2 separate regions of the Zea mays genome follow, and region 2 is linked to region 1. The links are chromatin contacts, called in public Hi-C maps. All regions are on one chromosome and are shown on one strand. The core of a region is the stretch at or near the end of the contact, and the rest is flanking DNA. Distances in the headings are between cores, read along the strand shown.

What was found. A called contact is a pair of places that touch in the nucleus more often than the background predicts.
Region 2: a Hi-C map of tassel shows a contact between it and region 1, with 2.3 times the contacts expected there. The contact joins the promoter of LOC103626112 here to the promoter of LOC103626106 in region 1. A contact is called at or near these places in 3 of 25 Hi-C or Micro-C datasets (ear, leaf and tassel).

Annotation. Positions count from the first base shown.
Region 1 is chr5:23,710,592-23,713,736 of Zm-B73-REFERENCE-NAM-5.0, reverse strand. It overlaps LOC103626106 (zinc finger CCCH domain-containing protein 44), which reads left to right and starts at 1,591. Exons shown (of 11, transcript XM_008646482.4): 1 at 1,591-2,233; 2 at 2,356-2,435. The coding sequence starts at 1,806. It overlaps LOC100279875, which reads left to right. Exons shown (of 14, transcript NM_001152828.1): 14 at 1-397.
Region 2 is chr5:23,983,354-23,986,806 of Zm-B73-REFERENCE-NAM-5.0, reverse strand. LOC103626112 (putative G-type lectin S-receptor-like serine/threonine-protein kinase At1g61610) reads right to left here and starts at 1,936. Exons shown (of 7, transcript XM_020538154.2): 1 at 125-1,936. The coding sequence starts at 1,454. LOC100280540 (actin-2) reads right to left here. Exons shown (of 5, transcript NM_001153459.2): 5 at 3,113-3,371. The coding sequence ends at 3,306.

The DNA.
Region 1 (3,145 bases), core at 342-2,841:
AGCAGCAGTGCCCGGTACCCCACCAGGGTACGTGATGCAGGCAGGGGTGGTGCTGTCTGTGTCGATGCCGTCGTCCTTTTCTGGCGTGGCGCTGCAGACGACCGACGTGTCACGGCGCGTTTGGGTGCGCGGCGCGCGCGCGTCAAAACGTAACAAGTACTAGTACCTACTACTACGTGCCATGCCAGGTGTTGCGTCAAAACGTAACAAGTTTCTCCCTTCCGTTCTTTGTCCGAGCGAGTTTACAAGTACTATACTACCAAAAAGGCCAAAGCGAACCCGCAATTTTCTTATGTATACTAGTAGTAGTGAACTGCTGCACCAACATCCGGTCCACGTAAACATGTGCCTTTTCCGACGTGTATGTTTTATTTAATGGCATGTGTTCACTTGTGCATCTTTTTAGCTGGGTCTTCTTTTCTCCACCCGTCCGCGCCCGCGCACTAAAAGCCAAAGGAGCTTTCGCTATCCCATCTACTACGTACAGTAACAGTACTAGCTAATAAAAAGGCTGTAACGGCGCGTAACCCCCCCGCCTCCAGCTGATCAGTGATCAGAAACCTGCGCGCACGTCACCTTGTTTAGTTTAAGCATCCTTTTAGCTAACTTCCAGTCAACTATCCGGGTAACAGCAAGGCCAGTTTTCATATGGGTTAGAGTGGAGACTAGCCTGACGGTGACGGCTATTAGTTTACCAAGGAGACCAAATACGCACACAGACAATATTAGTTGCCGGTGTGCTGGACTGTCGGGTCCGGACTCCGGAGGGCAGCTGGAAGGTGGGACCTGGGACGAGTCGAGCACACACACACAGCAGGCACAGCACAGCACCCAGAACCAGCATGTGCAGAAAATTCAGGCTGGGGTTGGATACGGTACGTCAGCGAAGCATGTCGTGGCTGCGATGCGCGCAGGCCGGCAATGGTCGCGCTTCGCGAGCAAGGATGGATCGGAGCTTCTGCGGTCTGCCTGCCCATCACGTGCACAAACCGGAGAACGGGCGCGAGAAGTCGTCGAGAACCCACGACCACTATGCCACGCACGGCAAACCGTGTACTGGACCCGCTGCGGCCCAATAAAATGCAGCGACCAACCACGCCACCCCGTCCCGTTCCCGTCGTCCACAGACTACAAGCAAGGCAACACACACGTCTTGGACCTCTAGCTTGTCTCCGGGTCCTCCCGCCGCTCGCCGCTCGCCCAATCGGCAATCGCCGACGACGCCCCCGCCGAGAAACGAGCGTCGAGCGCAGCGCTGCCCCGCCCCGCTTTGCCTTTTTCTCTGTACCCGTGCGCCTGCCGTGTCGTGCCGGTGCGGTGCGGCGCGGTGCGCCCCGCTCCCGGTCCGGCCGGACGCAAAGAGACATTTTATTTTATTTTATCTTTACGAACATCACCAAATCATCAATCATTAATGTATTAGATCTGCCATCATAACCAAAGGTTAATTTCTCAGGACCCAAAAGGCACCCAGACAGACCCCTGACCGCCGCGATTTTTTTTTACTGGAAAAGCCTTCACCTCTTTACGCTAGCCCGCCAGCTTGCTCGCCCCGTTTACCCCCCCTGCCTCTGCCTTCCCCAGCCTCGTATCATCTTCATCACTTTCTCTCTGCCCCAGGCCAGTGCCCACCTCTCGCAGTCCTGTACCTACCAACCACATCATATTCGGGTCCGTGAGCCCGTGGGAGACCGCGCGGCGGCGACGACGAGGCCTCGACCTCGAGCGAGGGTTGGTGGACGTCGACGAGCTAGGGTTAGGCGGGCTTTTGAGCTTAAGCTTGGGTTGGGGGGGCCTGCTGATCCATGGACGGGGGGACCGGCCCGGGCGCCGAGGTGCTCTCTCCCGGCGAGGCCGAGTGGCCCCCAGAGCTCCGCCTCCCGCCGCTGCCCTCCGTGCCGGAGCCCCCAGGGCCGCCCCCGCCCGCCCCCGCCTCCGCTTCGCTGCGACTGCGAAGCGTCGGGGTCGCGCCCCATCTGCACGGGGAGGTCTTTGATGATGACCCGCAGTTCCTCGGATCGATCATGGGGGCCGCGGCCCCGCCCCCGCCCCAGCAGCAGCAGCAGCAGCCCGCCGCCGCGGCACCGGTGAAGAGGAAGAGAGGCAGGCCGCCGAAGAACAGGGACGGTGCGGCGCCGGTGCCTGCGCCGGTGAAGCCGGGGAACAAGAAGGACGAGGAGGAGGTCTGCTTCATCTGCTTCGATGGGGGCAGCCTCGTGGTTTGCGACCGGAGGTGTGTGTGTGTGTCAGTGCGTGCGCGCGCGCGCGCGATTAGCTAGCTGTTGCATCACGTACGGTCAAGTAATGCAGCTTCCGCTTCACTGTGCGTGCTGATAAGCTTCACTTTGCCTTTAGGGGTTGCCCGAAGGTGTACCACCCTGCGTGCATCAAGCGAGACGAATCCTTCTTTCGGTGCCAGGGCAAGTGGGATTGTGGTGAGCTTTTCTCTTGTGGACTGCGCCTTCTTCTCAGTGTTTAACGTCGACTCGTTTCTTCAATAGATGCTGACTAGTACAAATATTAATGCTTAAGTAGATGCCATTATAGCACTTTGACATGCCATAACTTTTGAGATAATGCAAGCCATGAGCTATTGAAGAAATAGGAAATGTTTGAAATAAGTAAGTATACAAACATTTCAAGCAGAAACAGATGCTAATCAATGCATATACTCCCACATTAAATAAATAACTGAATTAGTCAGTTATGGTAATCTCGCCATCTCATTTGGCTCCAGCATGCAAATGGGAGCCGATTCAATGTTACTATGTATATGTTCAATTGGTAGAAGAGGACAAAATCAGCAGGATTTCTGTTGTACTGTGATTCTTTGTTGGAGATTTATGTTTAAACACCGAGCCAAAAGCTATTTGTCAGCGCCCCGCCAAGGGCGTACCCTTGGCTGCAATCAAGACACACTCAAAGATCTCGACTCAGGAAAGACCACTGCACCTAGGGACTAGTGCCCTCGGGACCTTTCTTAGCCTCATCAGGGAGGGGCTAGCTCAGTAAAATTATGTAAGGACACCCTCATGGTCTATCTACATCGTTGTCAGCGTAGCACATCCCATGACATGCAAATATAAGTAGGGGTGGACATTTTAAAACCGAACCCGAACCCGAACCGAACCCGAATAGACCGAAT
Region 2 (3,453 bases), core at 687-3,186, 270 kb before region 1:
GGATGGAGTACAAGGTATTATCAACTCTTAGCTTTTCTTGTTGCAGCCACTAATTGTTTTTTAGAGCTTATTCATGCTCTGATGCTGCGTGGGTAAAAGAAAGAAATAGGAGCAAAAATTATACCACTTGATCTGTTTACTCGAAGGTAAAGATTTTCTCCATCTCCAGTGCGCTTCGCTGTGTCAATCAAATCTCCCATCCATAATAGGCACCTTGTGTCATCCCCGGTGAAAGCCGTGGTGCTGAAATTGGCATAAGCGTAACCTGTGCAGGAGCAGTTGCTAGCGCATTCCGCCGTGCATCCGTCGAAGCTTCTATTCTTGACATGCACGAACTCGTCGGGAATCTTCATGTCCGCCAAAGTTAAGAAACTAGTATCTTCTTCGCCGCATCTTAGTGTCTCCTTGCGGCGGCATCCTTCTGTAAAACTTCCATTGCTCCTGCCTTCGTTGCTTATTGGCTCGAAACTGTCGAGACACTTGCATGTCGCATTAAGCTCTGTGTTATCACAGTACCCAAACGGACCACAATATCCATATGTACTGCATTCATTCATAGGCTGTGCCTCCAGGACGTACCATTCCAAAATGTTGGTGTTCCAGATTAGGATTTCTATCTTTCCTGAGTAGTCCATTTTGATCTTCATGGCAGTTGACGATGAGGAGCCACCGGGTACGCCAAAGGACATATAGACCTCACCGTCGTCGTATTTGCTTATTGTGAGGTAGATAGTGGACTTGAGAATTCCGATATATGACCTGGCTACCAAGTAACTATTCAACACCGGACTTCTCCAGTATGGTCTCGAGCCATTCCTGACAAAGCGCTGCAGGAGCTCGTCAGGATCTGCGCCGTAGGAGAAGCTGCCCGGGGCTGGGTCTTGGGGGCCCTTCCAAGAGACCAGCTGTTGCAGTGCATGCCTACGGTGGGTGACTCTAAATTTCATGCCAGGCAGAAGAGTGTCGGCCGGGTAATCGAAGCTTTGCCATAAGACGGCGCCCTGTGAACTCCAGAGGATGAAGTTTCCAGTGTTGTCAAGCGTGGCTTCTCCGGCGGTGGTCTCCGGCTCCGACGACGCAGCAGCGCTGGTGTTTGCCATCCAAAGCGTCTGGCCGTCCGCGCTGGACAAAACAAGATCGGACGTGTTCGTCAGGGCAAGTGTTGCAGAGGAAGGGTCCGTGATTATTGGGGTTCCACGGTTGGCAACCCACACGACGTTGTCCTTGGGAATGTTGGCGTACCATATACCAACATAGTAGTAGTGTTTCTTGTCCGGGTTGGACGGGGAGAAGAAGCCCAGGGCAAAAGTGCCGTCATCGGAGGTGAGCGTGCTTCCAACAGTCAGCGGCTTGTTGGGAAGGATGCGGCTGTCCGATGATACTGGAGGAGGCAGTAATAAGCTAGACGAGCAAAAACACAGCAAGATGATTCTGTGGATTGGAAGGAGGCCCATTGTTTGCAAGAAAGTAAGGATTCGACCTCTCTAGTGGCTGTGGCTGGTTGGTTGGATGGACACAAGGGCAAAGGCAAAGAAGAGGGTGGTGAGGCTGCTGGCTTGGACATGCCTTGCGGAGTCGGGGGTCAGTAGATATTCCACTCCCGAGCTAGCCCTCCTGCGTTCAAGGATCAACTCGTAAAAGAAAGATCTAGGACGAAACGATGAATAGTGCTGGACTGAATCGTAGAAATGAGATCAACGGGAGAGACGAACAGGCATCGACCTCGAGCTCGATGGAACCGAATCTCACTACCTCGATCAGTGCATCATCGTCGAGGCGGCAGTGATTGAAGGGACGTTCGAATCCTCTTGATCTAAGCGCATCAGTGCAGCTGGTCGAGTTTCTCCAAGGTCGACCCGCTGGAAGACGAAGTATACCCCGAGTGAAGACTTCCGATGAGAGTCATATATGTGGTTTTCAGATGAGTAGCACTGCTAATCCCATCCCATCCATCTATTCATTTCAGGCTTCGGCATCACAATTACTATACTACACAAGTAGGGCCTACGGGTGCAATAATCGCACAGCACAGCGACATGCAACCTCTGTTACCACTGCGCAGCTGTAATCAATAAAGACAAAATATTATATAAACCGAAACTGCAGCTGAATTAAAATTGTACGGCAATCCCTCGTTGAGTGCTGGCTGTGGGGAGGGGGCGGACTTATCTCCTTTGCTTATAGTTGTACATTCCGACCGTCCGACCCGACCCAGCCCAAACCTGAAAGAACCAACCCGTGTAAATTTCGGGCCATCTGACCCGTTTGAATTTTGGTTCGTGCCAGGCCGACTCGGCCTAACCCTCAGCGAATATTGGTTCGTGTCAGGCCGACTCGGCCTAGCCCTCAGTGCAGGGTCTGGGACGTAATTGCTTAAACGTGACAGACTCATTTCGGACGGTCCGAAATTGTAAAAGAACCAAAATTCAATTTTTGGCCCAAAATTCACATTAGGGCCCGAAATTAAAAACAAATTAATAAAACAAATAAAAGATAAGATAAATAAATTTGACCAAAAGCAAACTTAATATTTGTATTAAGTTACCAAAGCTATGCAATGACTACCTCGTTAAAAAATCATTTTGTTAGAACAAAAAAAGAGTAATTAGCTCTATATAGAGTTCGTAAATTCAGTTTATTATCTAATGTTCATAACAAAAGTAAAATTACATCATATACTCTAATTCAAAGCTAAAAACATATAACTAGCATCATCTCTAGCTTGGTGTTTTTTATCAAGTATATAAAATATGGAATGAAGTATGGTTTAAATGAATATATGAGTTTTTTCGTGCCTCTATATGGACCATTTTGTGCCTGCTTTAAATGAGTCGTGCTCGTACCCGCCCATAGGTCGCTCCTCGACTCAAACTCGGCCCGATATATCAGGTCGTGCCGTACCTGGACCTGCTTTTTTCGTGCTTTGGACCAACCCATCAGACCCAACCCAAATATACACTTATACCTGTTCTTTCTCTCTCTTCTTTCTTCCACGCCTGTAGGTCTGCCAACATAAGCAGGACAAGAAAAATCGGAAAAGCAACAGAAACGATGTTGCAACTTGCAAGCGCGAACTTTGCACATTCCAGCTGGCATCCAAGACCCCATAGAATCAAGTAATAATCCAATCAATATATATCAAACCAAACTACATACTTCATACAGTGCTCGGCTGACTCCACAACGTTACCAGAATGGATATATATATATGCGGCTTGTGGCATACACAAAAAACTGCGAGCTGTAGCAGAGCGACCACCCATAGATATGTCATGAAACAAAGGCATTTCCACGAGGAGTGACGTCTAGAAGCACTTCCTGTGGACAATAGCTGGACCAGACTCCTCATACTCAGCCCTTGAGATCCACATCTGCACAGGGAAAAGATGGACTTAATGTCAGAGTAGCTTCACAAATAAACCTTTTCTCCGCAACCCTACCGTGAGGTGCATT